Regions from separate parts of the Hordeum vulgare genome. Here regions 2 and 3 are each linked to region 1. The links are chromatin contacts, called in public Hi-C maps. All regions are on one chromosome and are shown on one strand. Each heading gives the region's core, a stretch centred on a gene start, on an enhancer-like site or on the middle of the called end of the contact. The rest is flanking DNA. Distances are from core to core; before and after follow the strand shown.

Evidence for each region. A called contact is a pair of places that touch in the nucleus more often than the background predicts.
Region 2: a contact with region 1 is called in a Hi-C map of seedling, with 3 times the contacts expected there. The contact joins the promoter of LOC123401144 here to the enhancer-like site in region 1. A contact is called at or near these places in 2 of 6 Hi-C or Micro-C datasets (leaf and seedling).
Region 3: a contact with region 1 is called in a Hi-C map of seedling, with 5 times the contacts expected there. The contact joins two enhancer-like sites. A contact is called at or near these places in 2 of 6 Hi-C or Micro-C datasets (leaf and seedling).

What each region holds. Positions count from the first base shown.
Region 1 is chr6H:451,919,259-451,922,391 of MorexV3_pseudomolecules_assembly, forward strand. No RefSeq gene overlaps it. Among protein-coding and RNA genes, the nearest start is that of LOC123404511, 240 kb to the left of the region's middle. Within about 2 kb of position 1,288, at least 1 of the 3 cell types and tissues checked has open chromatin away from gene starts, as enhancers often do. A contact at or near this core is called in seedling, where this site is marked.
Region 2 is chr6H:452,278,625-452,281,933 of MorexV3_pseudomolecules_assembly, forward strand. It overlaps LOC123401144 (UDP-N-acetylglucosamine transferase subunit ALG14 homolog), which reads right to left and starts at 1,983. Exons shown (of 5, transcript XM_045094875.1): 1 at 1,586-1,983; 2 at 118-254; 3 at 1-31. The coding sequence starts at 1,745.
Region 3 is chr6H:451,520,170-451,523,792 of MorexV3_pseudomolecules_assembly, forward strand. No RefSeq gene overlaps it. Among protein-coding and RNA genes, the nearest start is that of LOC123401955, 94 kb to the left of the region's middle. Within about 2 kb of position 1,847, at least 3 of the 3 cell types and tissues checked have open chromatin away from gene starts, as enhancers often do. A contact at or near this core is called in seedling, where this site is marked.

The sequences.
Region 1 (3,133 bases), core at 38-2,537:
TTTTCTCTCGATTGCAACGCACAGACTCTTTTGCTAGTCTAACCTAAACTAATTAGCTCACGATCGGCCGGTCGCATAGCCAGCCGTGGATGTACACACACACTCAAACACACTCACAGAACACACTCACGCACACCTGCCATGGCCTTGTCCATGGCCAGCAGCAATGGCTAGCTAGGCAGTAGCAATGGCAGCAATACGCATCGGCCGTAGCAGCTACTTAGGCATCAGCAACCGGCATGGAGAAGCAAACGGCAGCGACATGAGCAAGCAACATCACCAGTAGTGAGCAGCAGGGCAGCTGCGATAGCAAACATTAGTAGCTAGCACTTGCAGTGGCAGCAACACAACCAGCAGCGACGACGACGATAGTATGCAGCAGCATCAGTAGCAGCGGCCAGGGTCAGCGGCAGCACCAAGGAGCCACAGCAGCTTCAGCACACCGCAGCGTAGCAGCACACTGCAGCTGTGCAAAACAGCAGCAGGCAGAGCAGCACATCAGTGGCGAGCGTGGGCGTGGCCACGCGCGGACAAGCGCACGCGGGGGAGCATAGCCGGACGCGACAACGGGCAGCGGCAGGAAGTGCAAGCAGCCGCGGGGTAGCAACATCACATGCAGTGGTGCAGCAGCAGAGCAACGATAGGAGCGGCAGCTCAGCGCACGGCAGCGGTCGCGCACGCGAACGGCTCAGGGGAGCAGCACGCAATGACGGGACGCACGCAGATACGGCTAGGGGCACGGCGACCGCAAGCATGCCGTGAGCTCGGGTGCGGCGGCCGGAACGCGGACGCGAGCGCGCGACGACCGCAATGGCGTTGCAGGGGCAGCCGCAGCCAGCGCGCAGCGAGGCGAGCAGCAGGTTTCTGCACGAGCGGTGGGGCATAGGCGCATAGCACGAGCGCCGGCACAACGAGGTTTGGGTCTTTGGGACACGGGTACGACGATGACGGAAGCAAGGGAAAAGGGGGGGAATGGATGGGCCTCACCTGCGTTGCAGATTGGTGGGCGACGAGGCTCGGTGGATGTCTCTGGGGAGGAGGCTGGGGACGAGCGCGACGACCACTAGGGCAAGGGCAACGGGGTGGCGGAACGGCGACGGTGCCGGCTTCCAGCGTGGGCGCTTGGCGCCGCGGCGACGGTGAGACTAGGGAGGCGATGGGAGAATGTGGCTAGGGTTGCGAGGGGGCATCCGCCGGCGATTTGTAGGGAAGGTCGGCCGGGGGATGGCCTGCGCATGGCCGGCCAATGCCTTGTCAATCATCCCCTCCCCTGTGTACTGTAGCGAGGTTAGGGAAGAGAGGAGCAGGCTAAGCCGGTTGCAAGGGAGTACATGGGCCAAGACCCCGGGAGAATGGGGAAGCCTTTTTCCTTTTTCTTTATTTCCTTTTCATCTTTTTATTACTTTATTTGTACTGTTTCATTTTTCTTCCTCAACAAAAGACTTTGTAAATTATGGATCTTGGCTCAATATTTACTTTGCAATATTACACACAGCTAGAAAAAGTTTTGGGGCAATTCAAATAATTTTGAAATTTATATAATTCAGAAAAAGTAATTAAACAATAGTTTGGCCTCTGTTTTATATGTTATGAGTCACTAAAATGCTTTGTAAAAAGTTGTTTACAAATTTATAAATACCATATGCATATTTTTAACCCATTCATGATTTTTCTTTTAGAGTTTCAAGAATTTATTTATTTGATTTTATTTTTAAATTTGAAATTGACTTTAATTTTATCACATGGAAATTTGGCTTATTTAACTTGATGACATGGCACATTCAGCGTGTGATTACTGTAGCTTAACTACCGGGGCGTCACAACTCTCGACCACTAGAAGAAATTCTCGTCCCGAAAATTAAGAGGTAGAAGTAAGGGGAAGGTTTGTTTACGTAATTCTAACGAATCTTCTCGATCTTGTTTGTCCTTCCCTAAGAAATTTATCCCTTTCGTTGAAGTCTTCAATTCTTTGACTTAGGTCAACCCGATGAATTCTCCATCCTCCCTCGGGATCTTCATCGTCCTACGAAATGCGATACAGGACATAACTCTCGAAGAACGTGGCTACACAAGGTAGGGCATCTCACGACGAACTCACAAAAGAGGACATGAATTATTCCTCAAGCTATAATTCACGGGATTTATTGAGAGTAATATGTGATGGTACAAATGTTTCAAAAGATTAGGCAATCGTTTGATGCCTAAACATATATGAAAGGGGCGGTTTAGAGCAACGGAATAAATATTGCGTCTCACACAAGAATAGATCGTCCCATTGGACGGTGGCTCGGGGATTTCACATGAAGCCAAGTGCAATTGATACCTTGCGATCATAGATGTACAGGAGAGTCAGGTTTCGATCCTGTGGAACTTTGGGTTATGGGTCCATCATGCGGGCCAAGAGTAGGCAGAGTGGTGACAACTTGTACGGTCTTGGTGGCAAGACATGTGAGAGGATAACTTGTCAGTTATGTTGACAACAACATCGGTACCAAGGCCGGGGGACGAATAGAACCATGTTCGTGCTCTCTCAAACAAGGCGGACCAATAGGAAAGGCTCTCCTCCAACGGTGGCTACTGACAGAGTTGTATACCGAGGTTTTTACCTAAGCAGGGAATTAACACTGCTTAGATAAGTTCAGCTTCAAGAAAGGTCCAACTTACCAATGGGAAGGAAAAGGTGATTGTCATGTCAAACAAACCAATGGAAAGGAAAAAAATTGTTCACACACACAAGTATTAGAGTATACCATTCCTGAGGAAAATAGAGTATGGTATACATGATAGGTCATCAAGGACATAACCATTTTGATAAAAGGGGAAGGAGAATCGTGATGCTTACCCATACCATATGGTTTGTTTAACTAATCAGGAACAATTTAGCATTGCGCTTCCAACGTTCCTGTTGACATTTGAAGTACCCCATCCGTGCTTCGAGGTAGCATCGACATGGCCATCATATAAGGGTCGGACCTTGGATACACAAAGGATTCATGAGGAACAACTTATAAAACTAAGTCATACGATTTCCTCAGGGGAGAATGGCGAATCTTGTTGAACAAGATGTTATAACAATAGGTCCTCCCGCCAGGTGTGCTAGACAAGACATCACCGCACCGGGTTACATAAAGTC
Region 2 (3,309 bases), core at 733-3,232, 360 kb after region 1:
GGGCGTTCTCGATGATCGTTTCTCCATCACCCTAAAAGGGTATCATTAGTGTCATACACAAAACTGGAATTACTTGCGAAAAATATCATTTTATATAGCGGGGTGACTGACCTCCACCTGAATCAGTGACTTCTCATAGACCTGTGCCTTTGGAAGGCTCATGTTATCAGTAAGTGCAGCCACATAGTACCTTGGCGTAAACCGATCCTTCTGAAGCTCAGTTACAATATTCATCATCTCTGCAGTATGCCCTCCTGCGGAAGGAACACAAAAATTAATAGGTCAAAGAAGTGATACATTCTGTTGTGGGCAGTTATGATTACATAAAGACAACCTAACAATTTCTTGGTGAATACGTGATTGATACTTCTACTTGTGCTTATGTAAGTACACTGTGATCAAATGTATTGACAAGAAAATAACAACATTGAGACACATAACTGGGCTATCAGAACGAATATACACCTGCTTAGTCCTAAATGATGATTTATACAAATAAATATCATATTTGCACTAGAACCAGACATAGACCGGTGCAAACTATGCAGAGACAAAAACTTGGAATGAAATGTATCCCATGGTGAGGTCAGGTGGTAGTGATACCAGCACATTGGCAAGAAGCCTACAACAGCATCATTTGCAAGTGAAGTGGGAGGAGGTAGAATGTTTAGAGAATCTCCAACAACCGCCCAAAAAGTGCTCCGCGCGCTAAAAGATTCGTTTTTTGGGCACCTAACAGCTCCAACAGAGGCTGTAAAATTGTGCGCGCGCTAAAAAGTTTTGGGCACGCGTTGAAAAACGCTACCCCTTGCACTATATTTGGTGCGCCGGCTTGCGCACGCAGCAAACTCTGGGCTGCTGCAGGTGGGCCCGCTGGATTGGGCGCCGCACTAGCTCGCGTCTGTTGGAGATGCTCTGTCCCCGCGCTTTAAAAGTGCTACAGTGGCGCGCTAAAAATTTATTGGGCGTGGATTTTTTGGGCTGCCGTTGGAGATGCTCTTAGCTTGCAAACCTCAGTACAATATCGTGTCCAGATACAAGAAAAAGAAAAAGGAAATCTACAACATGTGGAGAACATAAGGTGGTGAATTATAAAGCAACAAGTGATTTCTTAACTCTGACAAGAATCAGTTGCGGCATATTGGATGGCGTGATCCATTAGACTTGCATAAGGAGTACACTCCCAGATGTCTAAATAAATACAATATACAAGCTAATTGGCAAACAACCTAGTTTTTTAAAGATGGTTTGATCTGTGTATGAATGACCCGTATCGCATGAGAAATATAGACTGAATTTATCCTAGGTCAACGATTGCAATGTGTTATCCCCAAAATTTCCGTCAAGGTTACAAAATGGTGGCACAGGAGTTGCTTACAAAGCCGGATACACCATTTGCCAATAAGAAATCTAGACGCCCCAACACAACTGCGCTAATGTTAGGAGAGTAATTGTCGATCATGATAACAATTCCCATTGGAACTTACTGATGCCTGTCATCTCGGTGGAACTCAAGGCATCACTTTGGACATTGTTCTCTGTAGTAAAATTGACGATTTCAGTTTGAAGGCCAGGATGTACTCACCAGACCCGAGGACGATGAGACACCGCAGCCCGGAGGCAGGAGACTTCGACGGCGGTAGGCCGCTGCGGCAAATCACGTAGGCGACGCGGACGGCGAGAACGGATACGAGTACTGGAATAGCAAAACACGCTGCCGCGAAGGCGTCGAACCCCATCTCCATAAGCGGCGGAGACGGGGTATGAGATCTGCGTGTGCGTGGTGCCGATCAACAGCGGCGCGGAGCTGGTGGCGGCGAGGGCGCTGGATCCCCAGTCTCACCGGCAACCGCGCGTGGCGTCCGAGCAGGGCAGGGGACTGTGATGGGGATGCTCGCCGGCTGGCTCCCCGATGGCGGCGTCGGCCGAGGGAACACGAGTTTTTTTTCTTTTTTTCTTGGAGGGGTGTGGGTGGGGGGAGTGGTGCCGAGTCGGCCGCGGGGGAGAGGCCTCGTATTGTGGCCCAGCCCAATTAAGCTTCATCTGTGGGCTATTTCTCGCCTGTAGCGAGACTCTTTTCTTTTTTGACTGGTACGTTGTCTTGCTCTATAGAGTGTGTTTGGTAGCATTTCCAACCTAGCATGGTTGTTTTTCTCTGATACATGTTGAGCATAGACACGTTAAGTACATGCATTTATTGTTATTTGATAGTAGTGTATGTATTGAGACATGTTAAGCTGAGATTCAGTTTGGTAGCTTGCATTTGTTTAAACATGTAGATAGGTACTGTAGCAACCGGATTCTCAAATAAGTGAATAAAACATTTAAAAAATGTGAAAAAATAAAATATAGAAAATAACATTTTTTTAAATTTCAAAGTTTTTTCGAATTTAAACAAAATTTAAAAGTCTTATCTTTTTGAAAATTTAAACAAAAAGTTAAAATCTGATTTTATTTTTAATTCAAAATTAGAAATTACAATCATTTTTGAACAAATTTTGCATTTAAAAAAATATTTTTTTGAAAATCTGGGCAATTTTTGTAAATTTTGAAAATCTGGTCATTTTAAAAAAATGGACAAATTTGTAAATCTGAACATTTTCTAAAATAAAATTAATTTTTGATATTCTAAACATTTTTTGAAACACATTATCGCTCGCTTCGCTCATACATGCTCACGAGCAAACGACGCTTGAGTGTTCTCTCTTCGTACATGCTAAGAGGGTATTTGGGTTGAGTTCGTGCATGCTAAGAAGGCCCCGAACAGGCTATCAAACAGCCAAAAAATAATCGAGAAGGAAACTTTTGAGGTCATGCAAATTTCATGCATTCTCCCAAACACAGCCATAGGCGAGAGAGAGTTGGCCAGCCCTTTTAGTGCAATTTTTCTGTTTGTTGTAGGTTCATTTTAGGTCTAGTTTTCCTTTAGTATATTATTACGGTTCTTTCTGTTTTTATTGGGTTTTTTTTCATTATAGATTTTGTTTTCTTTTGTTTTTCATTGTTTCTTTTGTTTTTCTTGGTTTTCATTAGTTTTATTATCTATTTCTCTTTTTTATTCTTTGTTTCTTTTCTTCACCTTTCATTATTTTTCTTTGTGTTTTTTAGTTTACATTGTTTCTCTTACATTTACGCTGTTTTAAACCATTCTTTGTGCTTTCTTTCTTTCTTTATGCTTGTGTTCCTCTTTATGGTTTTCATCCGTTTTTAAAACCTTCGTTGATTGTTTCTTGTTCATTAGTTGCTTTTTTTGTTTTTCATTGTTCTTCTTCAACAATGTAGATGTCTTTCTATTTGGAAAGAAGTTTG
Region 3 (3,623 bases), core at 597-3,096, 400 kb before region 1:
AGGGTGTGGCGCCGAACGGCTAGGCGTCACACAGTGTAGTGTGGCGCCTAGGTATCGGGCGCCACACAAATGGGTCAGCCGGGTGACATATTTTCCCCGAAGGGTCACTCCGTAAGTTCTTTCCCTCAGGGATAATTTTTGTCAATTTTGCCACAAGTTACAGATGGTCCTGTTTCTGCAAATGGCCTACGCTACAAAACAACACGGTGGCTACAGTGAACTTGAATATATTTATGCCACAAACAAATGATTCTAAGTATGGGCAAGGACGCTGTACATTTATAGTGTGATCTTGTTCACCTACACTTTCTGAAAACGGTTACACAGCACTGCAGTAATAATATCTTTGGATTGGGGAGCTGTGGTGCCACTCTGCCTCCAGATTAAACTGATAAAAGTTGAGCATGGCGAGGTAATTTCACTGTTTTGATCTTTTTTGTTAGTTTAGCACGATTTAATTCTATGTGTAAAATAATTTTGGATTTGACCCTTTTTCTATCATCATCGTCTTTGACGGTAGGGTAGCACATCCTACCGCCAAGGCCTTTGGCAGTAGGACTTACTTAAACTGTCATGTCCGTTTATCGCGAAAATAGACCCTACCGCCATAGTCTGTGGCGGTAGGGACTGTCGGTGTCAAAACCGACAGAACTCGGATAGTGGGTCTCGAACTGTGGATCTTGGTTTGATGGTAACAGGAGACGAAGGAGAAGATGTTTACCCAGGTTCGGGCCCTCTTGATGAAGGTAAAATCCTATGTCCCGTTCTTGTTTATATTGAGGATGGAGTATCGAGTACAGAGTTAATCTACCTCAAGATCGTATGTTGTGATCTAAAACCTTAGAAGTAATGATCTTAACTTGTCCTATGAGCTAAGGCTCTCTAGTTTATATAGATACCAGGGTATTAGGGTTACACGATATCGATTAGAAAAAGAAGGAAACGTGTCGATTATCGTCTTTTCTTGGAGCGCATACCAAGTCTTCGAAAAAGTCTGTTTCGGACACAGTACATCTCATAATTCGGGTTCTACTATTAATTACAAGACATCCCATGAGTTCGGCCCATCAAAATAAGTAAGCGGACCGAGGACCCCTTAATCCCGGACTCTCTCAGAAACCTGCGTGCAATTATAATAAGATGACATTTACATGCAGGTCCCTACCGCCAGAAACTATGGCGGTAGGGTTACACATCCTACTTTCACAGACCATGACGGTAGGGTCTTTTTCGTATAAAATAAAAGTGACGGCATAGGTAAGTCTTACCGTCAAAGGCCTTGACGGTAGGATGTGCTACCCTACCGTCAAAGATGACGACGGTAGAAAAAGGATTAGATCCGATTTTTTTTTATACATAAGGTTATATCGTGCTTAGGTTAAGAAAAAGGGTCAAAATAATAAATTTGTCCGCATGACTATGTAATACAAGACTTCAGACGTGAAAAAACAACAAGGGCGGCAAAGGTGAAGGAATTAGTCAGGAGCGTGATACAAGGTTCATTTTACGTTGAACAACTTTTTTAGTGATTGGCCAATAAACTAACAGCATCATGGCAACGATGAGAACACAGTGATCGGATACATGACGAGTGGGATAACCAAATCACCACCTTTCTGGAAAAGGAAAAGCATGGACAAGGGCAACTGAGTTTGGACTTTCCTTGGCCTTAATGAGGTGTTAAAGGGGTGGATCCACTCGCTGGACCTCACTTTGCACAATAAAATAAGCAAAGGCATCGATGCACTATGAAAAAGAGAAAATGTGGAGCTATGTGTCACTTTCACATGGCTACGTCTGTTCGGAAGCTACCGGTATCTTCTACTGTCTGAGAGCAAAATGGCATCGGATGGATAATGCAAATTATGGGTTCAATGACAGCTGAAAACCGAGGAGGAGTACAGATGGTGTCTCTCTAAGAAGAGCGTGGAGAGCAGAAAGCAGCCATGGCAGTATGCTTGAAGCGAAGGCAATGTAGTTGCAGGTAGTGCAGAATAGGCAGAGGCGCTCCGCGTGGCAGTGATCGGATTCGATCCACAGTTAAAGCTGCAGAGACGCACACTTGAGCCAGCCATCTTCTCTTAATTTACCCATTTTGAAGACGTCGAAGAGTTCACCCATACATCTTCGGGTTGTGGGCATGTTGATGATGAAGTTTAAGTAGGCTGATGTCGACATGGTTGTGGGTGTTTGCACAATTGTCCCTTGATCAATCGTTTGATGTATAGTTCTCGGTCTAGTTTCTCATATAAACCGAACCACTCTGTTTTTGTTTCTTCTCTTTTAATAAAATTAGCTGTGCACCTGCCTTGCACGTCAAAAAAATAAATAAATTCAACATGGCGGCCCTGATTGCTTTAAGCAGCAGGAAGTGAAATCGAATACAACCACAAGGATAACACATTCTCTATGGGCTGATAGCAAAGGAACCTATGCTTCAACTACCAAGCATTATTGAACCACGTCGGACAGTACGCTCCCAGCAAAGCCGAGCAATTGCTGTCAGGCTGACTACCGTAGGCCTAAAGTTGCTGGGAGGGATAGCTAAAAAAAATCAGACCGCCTACGGAGCATAAATGCATAATCAGTCGACGTGAAAGTTATGCCTCTGAAAAAGCTAAGCATATTCTACCCCCGAACGTTGCCATCAACTTTTTAGCCTTTTTGAGTTCATGTTTGCTAACAGATTTGATAACGTTACGTTTTTTTTTCTTTTTTCCGGATAGCAATAGTGTGAAATTTCATCCCTAGATGAAGAGATTCGTTTCCCGAGCAGGAACCGTGAAGTATAGCGTTCTCAGCAATCGTGTTTTTTTCTTTTTTTTTCTTTTGAGGAATTCTGAGGAATTAGTTTTTTTTTTTACAGTGACAGTGAATTCTGAGGAATTAGGTAGTCTTGCCGTGTTGCGGTCCCAGAACAGCATATGTGCAGTAAGACGTTTTAGAATCTCTGCAGGTACTAAACTTTGGGGGATCATCATAGAAATTTGACCTCTTAGCTGCGCAAATCAGGCAAGGGAGAATATCATTAGAAAACCAATATTCAATAAAAACTTTGTGAAAACCATATTTTAAGTTTTGAAAAAATCTGAAACAAACATGAAATGTTAAGAGGATGATGTTTTATTGTCACAGAAAGTATCAAGTTGAAACACATCACCACATGTGAGCTATGAAAAAGATAAATTTCAGCCTAAATAGTGACAATACTATTTGGCACTATTCAAAGCTGATTTGATCTTTTTCATAGCTCGTATCCCGTAATCTGTATCAATTTGAAATTTTGCGTGGCTATAAAACGTCATCCTTTTAGCATTTCATATTTTTTTACTTTTTTTGAAACTTCAAAATGTATTTTTCATATGATTTTCAACGATTTTCATCGAATGTTGGTTTTCGTATGATATTCTCCCATCGGTCAAAAAGAAAACTCTGAACGGATATAGGATTTGGTGGCCTCTTACTTTCGGGTGTGCTACTATGTGTAAGGCATAGTGTTCACATGATTTGTAATCTTTTTAGCCTAACTTTAAACTTTTTTGATAACTTTCCAGAAAAAGTTCACCTAGTGTTCAGACGTTTTTAATTAAGGCAATGTATTTTTTTAGCCTAGCTTAAAAAAT